Regions from separate parts of the Mus musculus genome. Here region 2 is linked to region 1. The links are chromatin contacts, called in public Hi-C maps. All regions are on one chromosome and are shown on one strand. The core of a region is the stretch at or near the end of the contact, and the rest is flanking DNA. Distances in the headings are between cores, read along the strand shown. Region 1 overlaps Ntrk2 (neurotrophic tyrosine kinase, receptor, type 2). Region 2 has its middle 57 kb from the start of Gm34721.

Region 1 (2,954 bases), core at 165-2,664:
TCATGCTGAACATAAACAGACCCCTGAGTGATTCTTCCTATGGCCAACACTGGGCTCGCCATCCTTGAACCAGCCACAGCACAAAGAAAGCATAAGCACTAGAGAGTAGTGACATGTGACAGATACTAGCTTCAACTTGTTTCTCTCCCCACCCCTCTCTCTTCTAGTCTCATACTCCTTCTGTTTTATCTTTAATGGGATACCATGGTATGGTTAGCCCCTTAAAGGGCTCTGGCTCTTTGGCTCCACCTTGCATAATGGGCTCCTAGCACTGTCCACCTGTCTTCCAGGACCCAGATAGCATGGGTAGACTTTGACCTTCAATACATGGTAAATTCTCTTCAGTTATGTGCTGTTAGGGTAGAGACACAACAGAAAGCTTCTCCACTTTCAATGTGGAAAGCTGAAAAGGTTGTGCCTTGGACACCTGTGCCCTGCACACCTGTGTCTTGCAAATTTGTGTCCTGTACACCTGTTCCCTGCACACCTGTTCCCTGCACACCTGTTCCCTGCACACCTGTTCCCTGAACACCTGTGCCCTGCACACCTGTGTCTTGCAAATCTGTGTCCTGCACACCTGTGCCCTGCACACCTGTGTCTTGCAAAACTGTGCCCTGCACACCTGTGTCTTGCAAATCTGTGTCCTGTACACCTGTTCCCTGCACACCTGTGCCCTGCACACCTGTGTCTTGCAAATCTGTGTCCTGCACACCTGTGCCCTGCACACCTGTTCCCTGTACACCTGTGCCCTATACAGTATGCCCTGTTTCCTGGAGAAGAATCAAGTCTTGCTTTCCTCCTTCTCTCTTATACGAGGCTTCCACCCTTGCTTTTTAATACATTTATTTTTGTTTTGTGAATGAGTGTTTTGCCTGCATGTATGCCTGTGTGCCACAAATGTACAAGGCCTGTGGAGGCCAGAAGAGGGTGTCAGATCTCCAAGGGGGTGACTGATGGCTCTGACCTGCCATGTGGGTACTAGGACCTGAATCCCAGTCCTCTCTGTAAAAGCAATTGGTGCTCTCAGCTGCTAAGCCATCTTCCCAGCTGTAGCTTTGATTTTTTAAGTGTGGCAGAGTAGGAAACTGACGGAGGTCCCGCTCAGCCCCTCAGATCGACACCTCCCAAGCTGTGCAGGCTGACTTCAGAGGCCGTCATTTCTGGCAGTAATGGGAAGAGGCTAAGGGCTTTAGAAATGCAGTTTCCTGAGCTAATATTTCATGCTAAATCTATTCCCTCTTTTGACATCTTTATGACCTGTGTACATTGGTCTCATATGTTCGTAATAATGTTCAAATTGAAAGAGTATTGTGATCGCTTCACAGTTAAAAAAAACAGCGCTCTTTGTTAAGTCAGTTTAAGCATCGTGTTACAGTTGGGGCTTGTGGCGAATCAGATACGTTTTTCTTTTAAAGATCACTCCTCCCTACTTTTCCAGGATTGTTCTACTTGGAAGGACTAGAAAGAATCTGTTGGCTTTATCTGAGGATCTCAAGGGTTGTTTCCATATGTTTCTTGTCCTCTGTTACAGAGTGATTATCTTTGGACAAGTTGGTGTGAGATGTTGAGTTAAAACCTTGAGTCTGGAATTATTAACTTCAATCTGGTCCTGGCCTGGAGTTTCTGTTTAGTTGTCTAGACGAAGGTGGTATGTCTGAGAGCTTGAAACACGGCCAACCTGTGTCCCAGGCCATACGATGGTTTCTTATGGACATCTGTGTTAGTTCTTACAGCAAGCCAGCAAGCCTAAAACAGTGACTGCCACTTCCTAGATTAAGAAACCGGGGCTCGGAAAGGTCCTGTGGCTTGAGCCACACTGGGCAAAACCAGCTGAGCAGCCTCTGAGTTTCTCACTCAGACTCCACCCAGGTTTGCAGTTTGTTAGATTCCATTCAGTTGGGTAGGTCTGGATCACCCACAGTGATGTAGTCTGCTATGTCAGGGAGAGAGAGGACTCTTCTTGCCCATTCCACCTCACTGTCCAGAGGTGTGCCTCTGGCCTCTTGTCATGGGATACAGGCCTGAAGAGGCAGCACTTTCTGAAGTGCACCTTGACAGGAGCCCCAGTCTTGCAGAAGCTAAGCGCAGAAAGGGACCTCCAGAATCCCACTGTCTTTCCAGAGGGTTTCTCATCTCTAATGACTCCCAGGGAGTGTTTGATTCACCCTGCTCTGCATTTCAAAATGGCCTCAGCAAGGTCTACTTCCTATCTCAGACACATGGTTGTACCACCTCTGTCTCTCAGGGACCCACACTGCTGAGGGGCTCCCTGTGGGCCCATCCTTGCTGCTGCACATTACTGGTTTGTCTGGGTCTAATTTGGGCCCCAGCGTACCCTGGGTGGAGGCTCGTCCATTTCACATTCTCCTCGGCGTTCGTTCGGCAGATTTTGTTCACCCAACAAATGTTAAATGCCAGTAGCCAGTAATAACTAACACCTCTCTCTAAATAAAGCACCGTTTTGAGGCAGCATCTACATGGCCATTCTGATTTCATCTTTTATTTAGGGAACAGGGAGGGGGAGCCATACCCCTGCACAGATTCTGTCAGCAGCAGTTGAGTTTCAAAGCCTGAAACTGGGTCAGGGTAACAGAATGTGGATGCAGAATGCTAAAGAGCTCCACAGCAAGGCCTCAGTTGTCAGGGTAAGAAAGGAAAGGGCTTGCTGGGGTCTGGGGAAGCAGACAGGATGGGGACTGGAAGACCACTGGGCCCACCTGAGCGTGCAGGCGGATGGCTGGGCTCTCTCCATCCCCCAGTCCCCACCTCTGAAGCTGGTACTTCCTTTCTGTGACTCAGGGTCAAACCCAATGGTGACTGAGCAGGGTCTGTGCTCTCCTCCAGTGACCTTGTGCACACTTTCAATCTATCCTTGTTACACATGGGGAAATAACCATGCGCACAGCCCTCACCTGCCTAGAACTCTGAGTCGGGGAGGTAAGTATTGGAAACAA
Region 2 (2,821 bases), core at 253-2,752, 250 kb before region 1:
CAAATGACATGGCTAGATTCTTTATGGTCAAGTGTAACTTAGTTGCACATATCTTTAACCACAAAGGCCCAACCATAACCACTGTAGGGCCCCTAGGCTGATAACTTGGCTGTTGTGAACAGGACCACACGCAGTAAGCATTGGTATGCAGGTATGAGGCTATCTCAGAAAGGGGCGCAGTAAACGAGGGTGTGCAGGGAGTATAGTAAACTGACTTAGATTCCTTGGGAATTTGGACCCAGAAGTGGTATCTCTGGGACATAGTACTGTTTTAATTTTTTTCTTTTGAGTAGCCTCCGTACTAACTTCCATAGCCAAGCAACAATGTTTAAGGGCCCACTTTGCCCCATATTCTTGCCAACATTTATTAATTTTTCTTAACGATAGCCATTATGACTAGAGTGAAGTCAAATAGCAAAACAATTTTGATTCGCACTTCCCAGAAGGATAAGAATATTAAAGGTTTTTTTTTTTTTCCTGTGTATGTATTGACCATCAGTGCTTCATTTGAAAAGTGTCAGTTCAGTTCATTTGCAGGTTTATTGGCTGGATTATTGATTTTTTTTTTTTTTGAGTTCCACTTTCCATTGGGCATTAATCCCTGGACATGTGATTATCTTCTGTGCAGCTGACAAAGATCCCCCCCCCCCCGCCCCCTCCTTCAAGGCTGTGTCTCTTTACTCTGGGAATCTATGCTGTGAGGAGCTTTGTTATTTAGATTTAGCTCTTTTATGTGTATGTGCGTCACATGCATGCAGTGCCTAAGGAGGCCAGAAGAGGGCAGCAGATCCACTGGAAAAAGAGTTGTGCCTAGTTGAGCGCTACCACGTGGGTGTTCTATAGGAGCCTAACATTGAAACGGCCCCCAAAGCCACTTAAGGAACTAAAGACATTTACTGCTCAGGAGGAGGAAATGTGACTCCCACCCTGAAGCTGGGCCGAGCCTGTTGGGCACAGGCCATCTTAGGGGAGATTGAACTTTATGGAAAGATGAAGACTCCTAGGATGTGACTAATAACGGAGCCCGGGAGCGAGGACCTCGCCATGACAGAGTGACTGGTTGAAGGAGCCACAGGAGGCGTTGCCTTAGGGAAGAACCATGAGCCGCCTTGTAGAGAGAGGCAAGAGCGGTCCTCTTCCATCTGCGTGCAGATGGTTCTGTTCTGCAAGGCTGCGTCCTGGTGCAAACCTGAGAGGAATTATTCCGGGATGAGGTTTGCTGTAGCAGCAAAACATTTGTCTTATAAAGGAAACTTGACTGAAAAACACGGTTTACAAGATTTTAAACAGAGACACACTCAAACTTAAAAAACACAATGCTCTCATGATTACTTTAAGACCTTTGAGCCTCCTCTGAAACAAACCATCCCCTCTATAAATTTTGTCCACAGAGTAATTTTCAAATTCAGTGGAACAGAGCTTTGAATGGTGTCATGCAGTATGAAAGGAAACCGGGCTTGGCGTTCCTTTCCTTTACATTATCTGGGCTGATTCCAGCATTTATAGATGCAGTAAACACTGAGGGTTTTCTAACTCCTCACCACGGAGTCAATAAAGAAATGAGAGCAGCAATAGAGGCTCTTGCTGTTTCCTTAAAGAGCTGGGAGACATCCAACCGCAAGCTGATTTTCTGTTGGCTGCTGGCTACATGTTAGTGACCTGCTTTGTGTTTTACGAGCCATCTGCAGACCCCACAGTGCCGTGCTCTGTCTGCTTTGAGATCTTTTCTTAAGACACAGGAGAGGTTGTTTGAGGTCCTCACACTGAAACTGTTTTATGTCATGAAGATTAGGGGACAGAATGAGATGCACCCGGAACTGTACACAGATGACAAACACAGACTCACTCTAAAGTCAGGGAAAACACATCCATCCATCCACACATATCTCCCCAGACACCCCCCTACATACACACACACACCCACACACACATACTCATACACACACACACACACACACTTACATCCATCCCCCTAATGTCCATACACACACATACACATACATGCATAGACACACAAACACAGGCATAACAGCTACACACACATACACACACATATACACATACATACACACAGACACAAAGATAAGTATACACAGTCATACAGAGGTACACAGACAGAAACACACACGCATCCATCCACACATATCTCCCCACACACCCCCCACATACCCCCTCATATACACACACATCCATACACACCCATACACACACATACACTCACATCCATCCCCCCAAAGTCCATCTACACACACACACACATCCATCCACACACATTCACATATGCAAATACATGCATAGACATACGCATATCCACCCACACACACATACACATCCATACACACATAAGCATACATCTATTCATGTACGCACACACACATACACATATATGCATAGACACACAAACACAAGCATACAGCTACAGACACACACACATATACACATACATACACACAGACACAAAGATAAGTATACATAGTCACACAGAGGTACACAGACAGAAACACGCACACATTCATATACACATAGACATACAAACATGCAAACATAGCCACATAATCTCTCTCTCCAACACAGGGACACATTCTCTTTCTCTTCTCTATCTTCCTCTAGTTCTCTCTCTGTCTCTCCCTCTCTTTCACTCTTTCACTCTTCCCTCCCTCTTCTCTCTTCCCTGCTTCTCTTTTCCATCTCCCCCTTATATCTCTCTTCTCTCTCCCATATCTCTCCCCTCTCTCCCCCCTCTTCCCTCTCCCTCTCTCCCCCTCTCCCCCTCATCTCTCTCTTCCTTCTCCCCCAACTTCCCTTTCTCCTCCTCATCTCT

The links. A called contact is a pair of places that touch in the nucleus more often than the background predicts.
Region 2: a Hi-C map of uterus shows a contact between it and region 1, with 4 times the contacts expected there. The contact joins two enhancer-like sites. A contact is called at or near these places in 1 of 39 promoter capture datasets (hippocampal neurons), 1 of 484 Hi-C or Micro-C datasets (uterus), 1 of 115 datasets of contacts at active chromatin or transcription factors (astrocytes) and 1 of 9 other capture datasets (embryonic trunk).

What each region holds. Positions count from the first base shown.
Region 1 is chr13:59,094,436-59,097,389 of GRCm38.p6, reverse strand. All of the region lies in intron 16 of Ntrk2 (neurotrophic tyrosine kinase, receptor, type 2), which reads right to left. Among named protein-coding and RNA genes, the nearest start is that of Gm53063, 22 kb to the right of the region's middle. Within about 2 kb of position 1,414, at least 32 of the 459 cell types and tissues checked have an H3K27ac peak or open chromatin away from gene starts, as enhancers often do. A contact at or near this core is called in uterus, where this site is marked.
Region 2 is chr13:59,349,627-59,352,447 of GRCm38.p6, reverse strand. No RefSeq gene overlaps it. Among named protein-coding and RNA genes, the nearest start is that of Gm34721, 57 kb to the left of the region's middle. Within about 2 kb of position 1,502, at least 10 of the 459 cell types and tissues checked have an H3K27ac peak or open chromatin away from gene starts, as enhancers often do. A contact at or near this core is called in uterus, where this site is marked.